2 separate regions of the Mus musculus genome follow, and region 1 is linked to region 2. The links are chromatin contacts, called in public promoter capture Hi-C maps. All regions are on one chromosome and are shown on one strand. The core of a region is the stretch at or near the end of the contact, and the rest is flanking DNA. Distances in the headings are between cores, read along the strand shown. Region 1 holds the start of Ccdc86 (coiled-coil domain containing 86). Region 2 holds the start of Chrm1 (cholinergic receptor, muscarinic 1, CNS).

Region 1 (3,152 bases), core at 251-2,750, 2.3 Mb before region 2:
GTGCTACAGTTTCTAGTGACATGTAGAAGCTGTACTATTCCCTACCCCTAAGAATGGACTCAGGTTGACTCCATGTGTGGCAGTGCCTAGGGAGTGTGTCCAAGAATTGTGCTTTCTACCTTGCTCACAGGAACGTTTCTCTGGGTCTTCATCTTCCCTGCCTCCTCCTGGATCAGCAAGTAACCATCCCGGCAGAGATGAAGGTTTTAATTGTTTTGTTTTGTTTTGTTTTGTTTTGTTTTGTTTTGTTTTTCGAGACAGGGTTTCTCTGTGTAGCCCTGGCTGTCCTGGAACTCACTCTGTAGACCAGGCTGGCCTCGATCTCAGAAATCTGCCTGCCTCTGCCTCCCAAGTGCTGGGATTAAAGGCTTTCGACACTGCATCTCTTAGCCTATCAGCCAATCAATCAGACAGAGGACTCCAAAGAAATGAAAATTTCCCCAGAATTCTCATGCTGGGAGAAGAAAAAGGTACCAGCCAGAGGGGAAACTTGTCTCCTGGAAAAAGATTTCAGAGTTCTAAAAGCTTGTCAGACCACCTTACAGGATGAGACTAAAACCCAGATAATAATGGGCCAATGGTGGGCAGAGTCATACCTTGGTAAGGACTACTCAGATGTATTTATCCTTGGCCCTCTATCTAAATTTTTTATCTAAATTTAGAACCCTGAGGTCAAATTTGGGTGATTCACAGAATCTCTTTGCCCCTCTTTCTAGTATGACTACATTGAATAAATCTCCTTTTTCTAAAGATTTCCAGTTTTTAATGTGTCTCTTTCAATTGGCTTATTGAGGATAAGGTAGCTAGACCTGACTTCGGGCACAGGTTGTGAACCCCCAACATTGACAACAAGCAGTCAAGGTTTTCTGGGCCACAGACCTGACACTTTGCTGATTAACTGAAACTGTTCAAAGATGAGAACCACCTATTGCATACTTGGGCCCACTAGTAGAGAAGAGGAAGTGAAAAGAATGGGAACGTTTGAGACAACTCAAAAACTGAAGATTTCCCACTCAGGAAGACCACCAGGACCTTCCCCTTTGTTACACAGCGCAAAGCTACTGTGCTACAAAAGATAAAAGAAAAGGCGATGTTTGCGGGCCCAGCAGTTCCAGAACAAGTTAGCGCGCTGATTCGGCTCTGCCTACAAACTCCCTCCGCCTTTTTCCAACCTCTTCTCTCAAGAAAAAAAAAATTATTTTTATATGTGTGTGTGTGTGTGTGTGTGTGTGTGTGTGTGTGTGTGTGTGTGTGTATGTATAATATACCCCCACCCCATCCCCTTGCAAGAACTCGCAGTTTGCAAAAAACGCATCGCAGAAACCAAGCAACTAAACTCTGTAACTGAGCTCATGCACAACACGCATGCGTCTACTAAGCCCAGCCTCCCGGGACCGACTTCATCCCCGGCTCCGCCTACCCACGGGTCTCTCTACCGCAAGTGCGCTTCCTGCCCGGTACGGAAATGGACGAGTCTGACGTCATATGAAGGCGCCGACAGTTCCGAAGGCTACAGAGGCTACACGTGAGCCATGGATACGCCGCTGAGGCGCAGCCGGCGGCTGGAAGGCCTAAAACCTCTGTCTCCAGAAAACCTTCCTGTCCCCGAAGTCTCTCGGGCGAAACGGGCTCTTGTAGATTTCAAGTCGAACTCAGAAGAAACAGGAGAGCTCAAGTCTACGAGAGTTCCACCACTGAGCCTTCCGTCTCCCGGACCTCAGCCGGAGACGAGCCCCGGATCGCCCTGTCCACCACTGAGCCTTCCGTCTCCCGGACCTCAGCCGGAGACGAGCCCCGGATCGCCCTGTCCACCACTGAGCCTTCCGTCTCCCGGACCTCAGCCGGAGACGAGCCCCGGATCGCCCTGTCCACCACTGAGCCTTCCGTCTCCCGGACCTCAGCCAGAGACGAGCCCCGGATCGCCCTGTCCACCACTGAGCCTTCCGTCTCCCGGACCTCAGCCAGAGGCGAGCCCCGGATCACCCGGTCCTAGACAGGATGCAGACGATGGGTCCCCACAAAGGCAGCCAGAGCCTCACCCCGGGTCCCTTCAACCTCATCAAGATCTGGGCCTGGAGTCACCTGCAGGACAGACAGAGTCGAGCCCGGAATCCCCGCAACGAGAGCAGCCATCCAAATTACCTCCCCCACAGGGAGAACTGGACTCTGAGGCGGCCCACGCTAAAGAGGAGGTGATCCCAGGATCCCCCGAGCCTTGCCCGGGCCAGCAAGCACCGGGTCCCGAGCCCTCTCAGCCAGCACAGGAGCTGACGGTCCAGGCACCTAGCTCCCCAGAGCGCCAGTTGGAGCCAGGCAAGCTGCCTCCGGCGGGAGAGACAGTAACAGAAAGTCTCAACCTAAAGAAGCGAGTTATAGCCTCTCCCCAGGCCCCAGCGTCCAAGAAATTGAAAGAGAAGGAGGAGCTTCCTGTAATTCCGAAAGGGAAGCCCAAATCCGGGCGTGTGTGGAAAGACCGCTCCAAGAAGAGGTAAAGTGGGGGTAGCATGGGTGATGTGTTGGGTTCTTAGTACATTTGGACCTTGCCTTCGCCTGAATGCAATCCAAGGGTTGTAAAGAGTTCACCCGAATGAAATTAACAAACACGATCATAATGTCAAAATGCCCTAAGGTCGGGGAGGGAGATAGATCCTCAAAGATCATTTCTTTAATGTCTGCCCTAGACGGTGTTCTTTTGAGCTTTCTTCCCATCCTTTTTTTATTATGAGGCAGGGTCTCACTGTATAGCACTGGCTGTCCTGAAATTCAGAGATACACCTGCTTCTGCTTCCCTAGTGCTGGGTTTATAGACGTGCCACCTTTACCTTGTCCGCCACATCTCGTGTGGCAGGCAGAGCAAGAAAGGCGGCCATTATATGAACATAGTGAGGTCCTTTCCACTGTTGTCTGCTAGCTGTTGTCTTTGATAAAAAATGTATCATGGGACACTGGTTATGTATCACGGTAAGGATGGCCAAAGAGAGAGGCTTTCATAGCCAGCAGCACATGTAATCATCTACCCTTTGGAGCAGGTGTTACTAGGATTGGTGTTGTACATCTGAGGAAGCCAAGGCTCAAGGAGGCTAACTGAGACACGGGATGGGAGCATAGGTTTGATTGCAAAGCGTGTGAGTGAACCCGTTAACCTGCTTCTG
Region 2 (3,374 bases), core at 261-2,760:
TGTAGCTGAGATCAGAGGGTAGAAAGCTTTCCTTGGGCAGCTCATGGAGTAGCTGGTTACTCTGAGACAGGAGACTGGCTACTGGAGACTGCTAGCCGGTGAGGCAGGGGTCACTGAGCCAATGGGATGAGCTGCAGATAGATGTGCACTGTAAGAAGAACTGAACCCCTCTCCACTGGCGCTAAGAACCTCTAAGGTGAAGAAATTTCCATGAGCCAACTGCCCCTTCTCCAGACACCTGTCTTAGAGGTGGCAACTCCAAGAGTCAGAGCCTCTGGATTTAACTCATCCTTACTGGAGTCAGGGAACATGTGTGTGCATCAGTACCCTTGTATTGCCCGAAACCTGCCTTCTGCAAGCCAAAGATACAAAAACACAGGGAGGGCCCTCTGGGTCCCCTCGCGTGCCAGGACCACATTGTCTGGGTGGTGTGGCTATCCATGTGCTTATCTGTCTCCAAAGAGCACTGGGGCTTTTTGCCTGGTCTCCTGCTGGCTTCTGGCCCAACACCCACCTTGGCATCCAGCTTGTCCATCTGGCCAGCAGCCTCATTCAATCCATCTTGGGGGGCTGAAGGTGGATAGGGGAGGTAGGATTCAGGGTTTCCTGAAGGAGGAGAGAAGGAGGCTCTGGGACTGGTGTCCCCAAAAGTATGTACATGGGGTCACTCTTCAACTAGGTGCTGGTAGCCAGGGCTGCCTCCTGCCCTTCCCCTTCTGCCTTTAGTGTGCTGGGGGATCTGCTAACCACACAGCCATCTAATCTCTTCTGAAGTCTAGGTTGAGTTTCCTAAGAAGGTCTTTACCTCTTCTGCCAGCTAAAGCACAGAAAAACATCAGATAAATCCACTGAGAAGCAGCAGACAGGGTGTTTGTAGCAGCCAATGCCCACTGCTAGAGAGCCCTCTTGGCCTCTAGACCCCTCCCTGGCCACCTCCCCTTTCAAGAATCCACCCCCATTCCTGTCTCATCCTTGTCCCTGCCCTGTCTCAGAGGACCCTGATGCTTCTGCACCCAGCTCAACACAGCCCCTCCCAAGCCCTTCCAAATGTACTCACCATGGGACCGGAGAGGGGTCTGTAGGGTCCTCAGCTTCAGTGCTTCTCCGGGGGCCTGCAGTGTCTCCTGGGACCCAAACACCTGGCTCCCGGGGGGAGCTGCGCCCTGTGCTGGCAGCCGGAGAGGCACAGCCAGTGATTGGCATGTCCCACCCCCTGGCACGCCAGCCTTGGGGGGGAGGGAGGAAGGGAAAGAGAGGGAGGGAGGAAAGGGAGGAAAGAAAGGGAGGGGGAGCAGGAGGGAAGCCTCAGGCAGCATCTGGGGTTGGACTAAGTCCTGGAGTGTGCCCCCCTTGTCCACAAGGGCACCCACTTTGAGCCTCGAGAGGGAGGAGGCAGGACATGAGGAAAGAGAGCCCAGGAAAGCTAAAAGTCCAAGAGGAGAGAGAAGGCGGATACAGGGAGACAAACACCCACACCCACTGCACACAGACTGGCGGCACACACACACACACACACACACACACACACACACACACACACACCCTCTCACAAAGGCACACTCTGTTTCCCGGGCACCTTCCCCCACCCAACCGGAAAGCCCCCAACTCCTGTGCACCATGTCCCAACACACATGCCCCGACACACATGCCCCATTATTCACATGCCTGCTTCCTTTGCATACCCTCCCCCCATGAACATGCCCACGCGCCCACCCACCCACCCACCCAGCCACACACCCTGCTCTTCCTCCCTGCTGTGAGGGAGCTAAATTCCTTCTGTTTGAAAATGACACATTGGGCCTCACGTGAGAGGTTCCAACTTGGACCAGACCCAGAGGGCTGGCTCACCCACCCTGGGACGGAGTGACATGCCCGCATGCTGGGCAGTGCACTCTGGTGTATGGAAAGGTCTGGTGTGAGGGTATATGTGTATCTGGTTTGTGGAGCACTGGAGAAACTGTGTTTGTTCCATATGCTGTTCAGGGTCCGGCATGTGTAGTATGACATGTGTGCTCATGTCATTATGCAGCCTACGTAAATCCAGGTGTGACCCTGCCAATCTGGAGCCAGAACGCATGTGGGAGCGTGTGTCTGTGCTCAGTGTATGTCTGAGTGTTGCCCAACTGTGGAATTGGCTAATTTTGACAAGTGAGGTAGCATCTACCTCCCTGACTGCTCCACCTCCAGCTTCCCCTTGGTAGACAGACAGACAGGCAGACAGACTGCTCTCCTCCCTGCTTGTCAAACTGTCTCCCCTGACTCCCACTTTAGGTTCACAGGTGTGTACCTGGGAAGTACGAGCCACTCCTCCTCTCAGCCTACGGTTTGACCCTCATCCCCCCTCCCCCCCAGGCTGGTTTGGATTTCTGTGTAGAGTCTCCTTGGAGATAGAGACAACCCCTGGGGGCTTTGTCATAGGGACCTGGGTCCAGCAATGCCCCAATAGAGACTTCCTGGAGAGCTGACCACCGAGGAGAATTGGAAACACTAAAAGCTCCTGTGTGTTTTGCCCCATGGGCTGTGATGAAGCCCTGGGAGGGAGGTGGGAAGGACCGAAATCAAGATTGCCTTTATGGAGGAGAGAAAGCTAAAGGTAGGTTCCAGGTGAGCTCTAAGCTCAGGGTTTTGGAGTCCGGGGCACACCCATTCTTCCTTCTCTCTTCATTTTCCTACCAATGTTGAGACTGGAGCTCAGTTGCCAAAGGAACCAGAAAAGGAAGAAATTGACGACGACTCTGGGGCTTGGGCCAGCAGATACGGGACACAGGTGGCAGGTACGTGTGGGGGCATCTGTACTCTTGAGGCTGCCAAGGGGTACCCAGTGCGCCTTCTCTCTGTGTTTGGTCATATACTACAGTTTGGGGCGGAGGGGGTGTCGGGGTCAGAGGATCTGAACAGCTCCTCCTCCCACCTTCGGTGGCATTAGACCCTTAGGGTTAGGTCAGAAAACAAGCAGTCTCTGTGGCAGGCTGCCCCCTACTGGGCCATCCTTAGGTTGCGGGCTGCATGTTGGGAGAGCCGTGGGGGTGCGTGTACTTGTGCGTGTACACGTGGTTTAGAGTGGGGGAGTTAGGCCTCCACATCCATTTCCGAGTCTGAATCAAGCTTCCTCTTTGCCCCCTTCCCCCATTCTTCTTGCTCTCCCTTTTCTCCCACCGCCTCTGCACATGTCCCTTTAGAAATAAAAACACTTATTTTGTGGGCGGGAGGGGAGGGTGTCCAGCTTTCCTCTGCCTCCTCCTGAGTGTCCTCATCTTTGGTCCGTGCAGCGTTCTGGAGTCTGTGCAGCTACAGAAGAAGGGGTCTATAGCCCCGTACCTCCTGTTGTATCACGCTTTTTGCATTCCCGCCTAGCTTGGCTAGGTCTCCTCATA

What was found. Promoter capture Hi-C pulls out the DNA fragments that hold promoters and counts their contacts.
Region 1: a promoter capture Hi-C map of hippocampal neurons shows a contact between it and region 2, with 3 times the contacts expected there. A contact is called at or near these places in 2 of 39 promoter capture datasets (cranial neural crest and hippocampal neurons).

The regions. Positions count from the first base shown.
Region 1 is chr19:10,947,614-10,950,765 of GRCm38.p6, reverse strand. Ccdc86 (coiled-coil domain containing 86) reads left to right here and starts at 1,500. Exons shown (of 4, transcript NM_023731.3): 1 at 1,500-2,488. The coding sequence starts at 1,533.
Region 2 is chr19:8,662,141-8,665,514 of GRCm38.p6, reverse strand. It overlaps Chrm1 (cholinergic receptor, muscarinic 1, CNS), which reads right to left and starts at 1,510. Exons shown (of 3, transcript NM_001112697.1): 1 at 1,058-1,510; 2 at 515-606. It overlaps 9830166K06Rik (RIKEN cDNA 9830166K06 gene), which reads left to right and starts at 2,180. Exons shown (of 3, transcript NR_045314.1): 1 at 2,180-2,774.